Linked DNA regions of Mus musculus: regions 2 and 3 are each linked to region 1. Evidence: chromatin contacts called from public HiChIP or PLAC-seq data. All regions are on one chromosome and are shown on one strand. Each heading gives the region's core, a stretch centred on a gene start, on an enhancer-like site or on the middle of the called end of the contact. The rest is flanking DNA. Distances are from core to core; before and after follow the strand shown. Region 1 has its middle 24 kb from the start of Plk2. Region 2 has its middle 64 kb from the start of 4930526H09Rik. Region 3 has its middle 38 kb from the start of 4930526H09Rik.

Region 1 (2,989 bases), core at 338-2,837:
TCTTCACAGTCACCGTGCAGATTTCCATCTTGAAGGCGAGAGAAAGCTGAGCCTGGCATTTCTAAGAGTAGGCAGATAGAAATGATAGAAACACGTTCTGAAGGTGTGCGTAGGGGGAGGGAGAGGTCAGAGAAGGCTGAAGGATGGCGACGCTCATATGAAGACTCTAAATTATCCTTGTTTCCCAGGGGGCTTGTGGGTGCTGGGCAGTGCCTGTGTGTGTGCTCTGTGTCCACAGAACTCAGTGCTGCATACATAGTGCACGAAGAAGACAAGGATGGGAACCTGAAAAGCCAGGATTTATACTGAAATCCAACACATTTGAAAAAGCTATATCTCAAGTGGAGTGTTGACTCATTCTTTCCAAGCAGATAGATGAATTACTGATATTTGAAATAATTTTGATGTTTCTGATTTCATAATGCATTTCCTGATCCTTTCCCTGGTCTTTATTATTTATCATATGCATATAATGAATTTTTTTTAACTTTGTAGACTAGACACGCCTCCTATCCACTGAAAAGGAAGCAAGGAGAGCTGTGTCATAGGAAAAGCTGCCTCAAGGCAAAACGAGCTCGATGCTATTACACATCTTATTCAGGCCTTACAGTAAGTGCAAGGAGTTAGTCATAGATTCCCGAATCTTACAGAAAGGCACACATATAATGAATGAAATTCCTTGGCTCCGGGTGATTAATGAGTAGATGTTTTCACAGCACTGATCCTCAGTCCTCTCTCTCTCCTTAGAGTGCATCATGCTGTCTGCTCAGCACTTCAAAGCTACCTATAGGAAGGGCCTGTGCCATCAAACATTATCTTTCCCTAGTTGTGAACCTTTGAGCTCCTCAGGGTGTCCATTTTAAATTAGACATTGGAGGAGAAACTAATTTTTTGTGAGGAAAACTTACATTAGATTCATCTTCCTTAACATTATGGAAGATAGAAAAATAAAGCCTGTGAAGAATTGCAAATCTGTGAGGAATGTGAGGCAGGGTCCTATAATATCCATAGTGAGCTTCTTGCACTATTTCCTTACACCAACACTGTTGAAGGCAGCCGCTGGAGTAACCGCATGACCACTCAGGACTCGTCCCTCTCTGGAACAATTAGCAACTTAGTACTGATATTATCCCCTCATACTGTCTCCAACTTCGTCTATGTTTCTAAAGTATAGCTACAATCCAGGAAACACTAAGCACTAACTAGTGGACTAGTTCCCTTTTAGAAGAGCCACACACAACAACAAAACAAACAAACAAAAGCACAAAAAGGTAGGAGGAGTTAAAAACCAGATAATATCAGTTCTAGCTGCTGACTTTTTCATGATTTTCTTGGTAGTCGTAGCATGGTAAACTGTCACCTTTTACCCAGTAGGATTTAGCAGCTGTCTCAGTGAAGAGTGTTTGCCCCACAGTTTTTTTTGAAAAAAGCTACATTTCCCAAAGTTCAACCACCTCTCAACTAAAACAGACGCACATGCCATGCTCTTACAAATGTAAAACACCACTTCTTTAAGAAGCCTCAAAGAGTTTGGCGTGCCAATCTGCAGAGCTGTGGTGCCAAACGGATCCAGTGATTCATCACCGATGATGTCAGAGCAGGTCCCAGGTCCTGCACCCACTGAGAAGTGGAGACTTCCCAATCCACTGTGGGAGTAGGAGATAAGATCGTCTTCTCTTTGGGTTAGGCAGAAGGCCATGGCCACAATGTTGCCAGTCAACCTCTGTAGAAATGTCAACATTTGCTTTTGATGCCTTTGTTTCACAGAAACATTCCAAGGACTTCTTTGAAGCCATTAAACAAGTCATTCCATTTTTATTTGTTTGATCCTTCCTTCTTTCTCTGTCTGAGTTGAGCTTTCAGTCATTACAGATGTCTATGCATGTAAAATAATATAGACTGAATAACAAAAATCAGCTACCTTGATACATTTGTTCATATGCAATGAATTAATATGTAATGAAACTTCATTAAGGACCGAGCACTGTTTTAACTTATACCTCCTATCTCCGTGTGGAGAGGAAATGGGTATTGACCAGTGGTTGCATTACAAGGTTACATGTGGAAGCTGCTGCATGTGTATAACAAAGTTGCAATAGCAATTCATAGAAGTAGCTGGCTGGGCAGATGCCTACATAATTCACCAAGAGCAAATATCTGATATTTAGTAATACATTAGAATATCTTTTATTTTTTTATTTTTTTATTTTTTTGTCTCTGGCATTTCTCTGTGTCTAATGGCATGGATAAGAAGGAGTTTCCTGTCCTTAAACTCCTTGCGTTAGAATTGGTCCATAACAGCATATACAAAATTTGGAAGCAAAGGCAATACAAAGTCACATGATTATCCCTTTGCCATTACCACGCCAGTGCATAAGCTCTCCAGAGAACAGCTGAAGACTTTTAATCCTTTATTTTGTACAACTTACAGCTGTGAACTTGGATGGTCTTCTCCTGTGGCTATTTGAACTTTCTGATTCTATGAATGTTAGTGGCAAGTCAAAGACTCACAGTATCTTTCTGTGACCTTCATTTCCTGCTGTTTTTCAACACTCTGACATTAGGTGTCCCTTCTCCCCTGGAAGCCCCGCATGTGACACTCTAGTTTAGTCTACTGTAGCCAGCAGGCTTTGGTAAGTTCAGAAGCAGAGTCACATGATGCTGCTGGTCTCTACAATAACCACCATCATCACCAGTATTTATAGAAAGCCTACAATTTGTATCATAGTATATTAATGTACTCCTCATTAAGATGAGGAAATCAATAAAAACAAACCCTGAGAAGGTTTTAAAAGATCTCTGAAATTCCAAACAGTAAAGTCAGAATTCAGGTGAACTAAAAGGGAGGCCGTTCTGATTGGTATTTTGGCTTTGGTATTTTGATGTGTGTGTGTGTGTGTGTGTGTGTGTGTGTGTGTGTGTGTGTAATAGAGGAGGGAAGGGAGTATTGTGTTCACATTTGTATGCATATTTTTATATGCTGATGCAC
Region 2 (2,989 bases), core at 160-2,659, 550 kb before region 1:
TTTTCTTTGTTAGAAACTTCGTGATGAAACAGAAATGACACATTTTAGAGCAGAAGAGATCTTACAGTTGTATGCTCTATGGCCTGGTCTAGTGATATTCCTTAGTTTCTTATTCATAAACGGAAGAGAACAAAGGCCAGAAAGTTGTTATAAAAGGACAGCCAGCATCACAAACACTTTCCAAGGTTCCAGAATATAGATGACTGTAACCAGGAAGATCACCATATCCAATGGTGCCATGACCTAGTCTGAAATAGACACATGTTGGAGAGTGACAATTGCTGTGACGAGACTCTATGACTACCCAACTCTTATAAAGGAAAACATTTAATTGGGGCTGCCTTACAGTTTCTAGGTTAAGTCCATTTTCATCATGGCAGGAAGCATGGCAGCATCTGGGCAGGTGTGGTGCTGGGGAAGTAGCTGAGAGTTCTACATCTGGATCTGAAAGCACCAGGAAGAGAAAGAGACACTGGGTTTGGCTTGAGCATTTGAAACTTCGAAGCTACCTCCAGTGTGGCACACCTCCTCAACAAGGCCATGCCTCCTAATAGTACCACTCCCTCTGCACCTATGGAGGCCCTTTTCATTCAAACCACCACACAGGGGGCAGTGCTAGATTCACTTCTGTCCCTGGTGATAAATAGCCTGGTGTCTATGTAACTAAAAATAAAATAACGCAAACCTCTGGCTTGGTCTTTGAATAGAAAACTGATGCCACAGGCTTAAAAACATTATCAGCAGTTTGGGTTCCATTGCACCATATGCCTCAATCCAACTCTGTGGCCTGGAGAACGTCACTTGGAGAACGTCACTTGGCCCTCTTGGCTCTGCTAGGAAGTTCTCCTAGTGGAGGAGAAGGCGACAGCATGTGTCTGGCTGCTTCAATCCTGCCCGGGAAGTGCAAAGCCCCATCGGCTTAAAGGGATTGAAGAATGACTTCTTTGGATGATCTTCCTGGCGCTCTTGGACTCCTGTGTTGAGAACTGAGGGGTGAGGATTAGGGAGAAGCTCCAAAGACATTGGCTTAAGCTCATTGCCACTGTTTTGGCCAATTTAAGCACGTGTAGGAAAAACAGAGAAATAAATCCATATGGTATTACATTTTCACCAACAACGAACTACTCCTGTTTATAAGAAAAATGACCTTTAGGTAAATTTGATGCCTGGGAATCACCTGAAGAAAGATTATTTTTTTGAAAGCTGTTGTGCCTGTGTGAGCCAAGAGTACTTCACGGCTATGAATTTGACAATTCAGTCTCCACAAAGCAACTGTTTGATCCTAGCAGTGATTGGAACTCTGTCCTCTAGAGGGCAGGAATGTACCAGATTTAAAGAACATGGAGGCTTGCACTGTGCTAGGGAGGAGCCAAATGCCCTGCTTACACTGTGTGAAAGAGGAAGGGAGGGAAAGAGATTACCCTAAACTAGTCTCTTAGACTAGGAACAGTAGGAAATCTTGTCTTGAATATTGAATAAGGTATTTTTAAATTGATGTGTTTTATTTTTTTTTTTCTTGGTTTATCTTGGCTTTCCTCTGCACCAACCCAGCTGGTCCTTGTTTTCATTTTTGTAGTTTTGTTTCGTTTTTCTTCAGATTTTGTACTTTGTATTCTAGGTTGGACATGAACTCACTATGTTGTTCAGGATAACCTCAAATTCCTGATGGCCCCGCCCCCACCTCCCACATGTTGGAATTATATGCATGTACCCACCACGCCCAGCTAAGAAATTCTTACAATGATTAAGCACCTTTTAGCTGAGACATTAACAGTAGAAGTAAGTTTCCTTGGCACAGCCCTTTCAGAGCGTGGGGAGACCAAGCCTGGAGCAGGGAATGGTGTCTTTTAACTCATTCTACAGATCCTGAGTAGCCTAACACAGGAGGATGCTCTGCAGATTAATCAGAAACTGAACATAAAAAGATCACTTGGGATGTTAAAACATAAGAACTGTCAGTCAAGATCTCTGGGATTGGCAGTCTGAGAGTCTTAGAAGGCCTTTTCTCCCATGCCATGGCTTTTCAGTTAACCCAGTGCTAGATGCTCTTTGTCTCCCTTGGAGAGAAATTGCCTTGAGAATATGCTTCATGTTGGCAGAGGGATTGCACAGGGAGGTTTAAACAGCAGGCTGCCGAGAGTCCAGGACATGTTGAGGCATAACCTGCTGCCGGTGGACCATGCTGCTCCAGGCGTGACCTGGGAGTTACCGGCAGAGTTTCACACCATTGTTCCTGCTGCTCTGCTTGCTCTCCAAGGAGAGGAAGGCTTACACCACAGCTTTCCCAGGGTCCAGACACTTGCCAGCAGCTGACCCATCAGGAAATGGCCTCTCCCCTCTTCCTTCCCACATTCCTTCCTTCCTGAGCTTCCCCAGTCCAAGGTGTGGCCGCGCGCCCAGAAGATCTGCTCTGCTTGATTGACAAGCAAACAAAACCTTCCTCTTAGATAAGCAAGATCACAGGTCTGTAGGAAATCTATTTGTTTCTGGATGGAGCTTGTCTGCTCTCGCTGTCTCAATAGCTACAGTGCTGACTTCATAGTTTCTTATCATATCTTTAGGATGTGTGGAACAGTAAATCCTAAAACAATGAGCTCTGCTTTGTAACATTTTTTTTAACAGGCTAATTCACAGTGAAATACTACACTTTGTTCTACAGAGTTTATGGTGGTCTCCCTTGGAGTCCTTAGCCATTTGTACTGTGCAATAAGAAAGACTAGAAGAGAGATTTCCTTTTTGAACTTTCTTTTTAATTTAGTTCTTTAGAAATTTGTTATTCCTGACAAGAGCTGGGAATTCAGGAAAGGGTGCCCCTTGCCACTTTTGGGGAGAATCTTTTTAACACAGATGCAACCCAAGAGAGAATGACAGAAAACTGTGCAATATTTTGGCTCAACAAGGTTGTCCCTTGACTTTTACATTTGTGTAAATGGAGAGCCTTCTTGGGATTTTTTTTCTTTGTTGCCTCTTGTATGGCTCTAGGTAAACC
Region 3 (2,989 bases), core at 130-2,629, 520 kb before region 1:
TGAGTCAAAAGGGTAACATTAATGATTCAGCAAGATTGCTCAATTTGGAGGCCTTAATGTAAGCTTCGAACACTTGAGAGGATGGAGCATAGGGAGGAAGTGTTGCCACCTCGGATGAGTCTTGAGTTATTTATAAATATTGTGTCAATTAATTTTAAATTGGCCATATTTAATTTGGGGCTGAAAATAGACCGGACTTCCTCCTTAGATTGCTCATATGATTCCAAAGAGTTCAGAAGGATTTTTAAAATATTTTTTCCTTTGTAACTCCTGTCTATTAGTTGTATCAAACAGTGAGACTCATCATGACATTGACACATGTATGATATTTATCTTATTATATTCATACTTCCACTACTATCTTTTCTTCCTCAAATAATATTTTCCTTTTCTCCATGAAATAACATTTTATTAATTTTTTTTGTTTTTTGTTTTTTTGAGACAGGGTCTCTCTGTGTAGCCCTGGCTGTCCTGGAACTCACTTTGTAGACCAGGCTGGCCTCGAACTCAGAAATCTGCCTGCCTCTGCCTCCTGAGTGTTGGGATTAAAGGTGTGCGCCATCACACCTAATTATGTGAGAATTTTGTACACTATATTTGGCCAACTCTTCACAGATCCACCCAATTTCATCAACTCTCCTCTCTCTCTTTAACTCATTGAGTCTATTTTGCTTTGTCCACATATCCTTGGGGCTGTCCTGGAACATGGTCCATCTAATCGGGGTCATTGTCTTAACTCTACTTTATTGGGGTATTAAGATATTTTTCGTGTATTGATTATTAGTGAAACATTGAAAAATACCTTTTGATCCTTGACGGCAAGCCAAAGACTTTTAGATGTTTACCTTAAGAAACTTATTTTTTGTATTTCTTTTTCTTTATTAGATATTTTCTTCATTTACATTTCAAATGCTACCCCCTTTCCTAGTTTCCTCTTTGAAAGTCCCCTATACCCTCCCCCTGCCCTGCTACCCAACCCACTCACTCCCCCTTCCTAGCCCTGGCATTCCCCTGTACTGGGGCATATGATCTTTGCAAGACCAAGGGCCTCTCCTCCCATTGATAGCCACCTAGGCCATCCTCTGCTACATATGCAACTAGAGTCACAAGCTCTAGGGGTACTGGTTAGTTCATATTGTTGTTCCTCCTATTGAGTTGCAGACCCCTTTAGCTCCTTGGGTACTTTCAACTTGAGCTTTACAAGTTATTTCTTATTTGTGATAGTGGTCATAAGCATACAAGTGGACTACTGAGGAAAAGGATTACTAAGTCTGGATGAATCACTGCCACCCATGACTTGAACTCTATGACTTCTCCCTCTCTGAGGTCAAGAGATCCTGCAGAGAGGAGGCTCATGCTTAAAATAGCTCTAGGGAGGCAAGCTGGTGACTGATGGAGCCTTACGTCTGCTTTATTTTTAGCTTGCCCTTTATGCTGTGTCAGTAGTAATCACTGGGACAGACAGATGTGATATTAATGACATATTACATTTTGGTAAGTGAAATTTGGCCAAAAGAAAACTAGATTTAAGGTGGCCAATGATGTATTGGATAGTTTAAACTACTCAGAAGGAGGGATGTTTAATGCTCCTATCACACAGCCACAATAAAGAGAGCAGGTACACTAATCATTTCAAATGGTGTACGTGTGTGTGTTTGTGTGTGTGTAATGTTCACATATCACATTGTTTCACATAAATATGTACAATCATGTGACAATTAGAAATAAGAAAAAAAAAACAGTGGATGAATATATAACTGGTTAAAGCACAAAAAATACCAGGTAATGGTGACAAGAAATGGACTTTCCTTTCAATTATGTTACATGGAGAAAATTACTCAAGATATGTAAATTTCAGGCTCTCTATAATTTAAAAAGGCTAATATAAATAAGATATGGAGGACAAAAATGTATTTAACTTGGTTAAATGTAGTATTCTTGTTGTCTGTTTGCTTGTTTACTTTTAAATTATTGGCAGGAGTTGGAAAGTCAAAAGGGGTTTCTGAAGGGAATAGGAGGGCTATGTTTAGTTGACAAAGTTTGTTCTCAAATTCACATAGATTTACAGACACAGAAGCTTCCTGGTAATAGTTAAACTCTATTAAAAAAAATCTATTTTAAGACTTGCTTACATGTCATTCTCCATGCTTACTACAATTAATAGTTTTAACACACACACACACACACACACACACACACACACACACAGAGAGAGAGAGAGAGAGAGAGACAGAGAGAGACAGAGAGAGACAGAGAGAGACAGAGAGACAGAGAGACAGACAGAGACAGACAGAGACAGAGACAGAGACAGAGAGAGGTGGGGAAGAAGGAGAGAGGGAGAGAGAGAGAGGGAGGGGAAGGGGGAGGGGGAGGGGGAGGGGGAGGGAGAGAGAGAATGAGAATGAATTACCTCTGTGTGGCAAGAGTAACTAAGATTCACTGTTTGGAGCATCCTCTGTAGACTAACCAAAACTATGTGAACACTTAACTCTTAGTGCAGTGTTCTAAAGCAGGCCTTTTAGTATCTCATACTTAGAGAATAATTTCAGAGAAAAGAAAGATATGAAGTTCAAATCCTGGTAGCAAGATTCAGTCTCACAGAACTGACTTTAGATGTACCACGGGGGTGGGGGGTGGGCAGGGAACTTGTAGTTTCTATCTTAATGCTGTGGTGTGGTCAGTCTTGTCTCAGTTTTATGGTGAAGTGATAGGCAGGGCTGCTGTGAAGAACTTGGCAGTGTTCAGTTCTCAGCTATAAACTTGTGAGCAATATCATTCTCTCTACCCCCCAGGGAACGTTATAGACGAAGGGGCTGGGGGATGCTGTGAAACCCTGCCAGCAGATATTACCTGGCTATTGCAATCATGAACATGAAGTAGCTACGGTCAGCACAAGGCCTGAATAGGGTTGAGCCTTTTACCATTACACAGTGGCTGGAGGAGGAACCCACGAGACCACCACCCCTTCTTGAGGAGCTATTGAAATGTT

What was found. HiChIP or PLAC-seq counts read pairs in DNA pulled down with a chosen protein or histone mark.
Region 2: an SMC1A HiChIP or PLAC-seq map of the NIH/3T3 cell line shows a contact between it and region 1, with 10 times the contacts expected there. The contact joins two enhancer-like sites. A contact is called at or near these places in 2 of 15 datasets of contacts at CTCF or cohesin (both in the NIH/3T3 cell line), 7 of 484 Hi-C or Micro-C datasets (the C2C12 cell line, the HPC-7 cell line, bone marrow-derived macrophages and 4 more) and 6 of 115 datasets of contacts at active chromatin or transcription factors (bone marrow-derived macrophages, a colorectal cancer cell line, embryonic basal ganglia and 3 more).
Region 3: a CTCF HiChIP or PLAC-seq map of the NIH/3T3 cell line shows a contact between it and region 1, with 6 read pairs. The contact joins two enhancer-like sites. A contact is called at or near these places in 1 of 15 datasets of contacts at CTCF or cohesin (the NIH/3T3 cell line), 1 of 484 Hi-C or Micro-C datasets (bone marrow-derived macrophages) and 4 of 115 datasets of contacts at active chromatin or transcription factors (bone marrow-derived macrophages, embryonic basal ganglia, embryonic stem cells and 1 more).

Annotation. Positions count from the first base shown.
Region 1 is chr13:110,417,444-110,420,432 of GRCm38.p6, reverse strand. No RefSeq gene overlaps it. Among named protein-coding and RNA genes, the nearest start is that of Plk2, 24 kb to the right of the region's middle. Within about 2 kb of position 1,587, at least 30 of the 459 cell types and tissues checked have an H3K27ac peak or open chromatin away from gene starts, as enhancers often do. A contact at or near this core is called in the C2C12 cell line, the NIH/3T3 cell line and trophoblast stem cells, where this site is marked.
Region 2 is chr13:110,966,636-110,969,624 of GRCm38.p6, reverse strand. No RefSeq gene overlaps it. Among named protein-coding and RNA genes, the nearest start is that of 4930526H09Rik, 64 kb to the right of the region's middle. Within about 2 kb of position 1,409, at least 130 of the 459 cell types and tissues checked have an H3K27ac peak or open chromatin away from gene starts, as enhancers often do. A contact at or near this core is called in the C2C12 cell line, the NIH/3T3 cell line and trophoblast stem cells, where this site is marked.
Region 3 is chr13:110,940,166-110,943,154 of GRCm38.p6, reverse strand. No RefSeq gene overlaps it. Among named protein-coding and RNA genes, the nearest start is that of 4930526H09Rik, 38 kb to the right of the region's middle. Within about 2 kb of position 1,379, at least 33 of the 459 cell types and tissues checked have an H3K27ac peak or open chromatin away from gene starts, as enhancers often do. A contact at or near this core is called in the NIH/3T3 cell line, where this site is marked.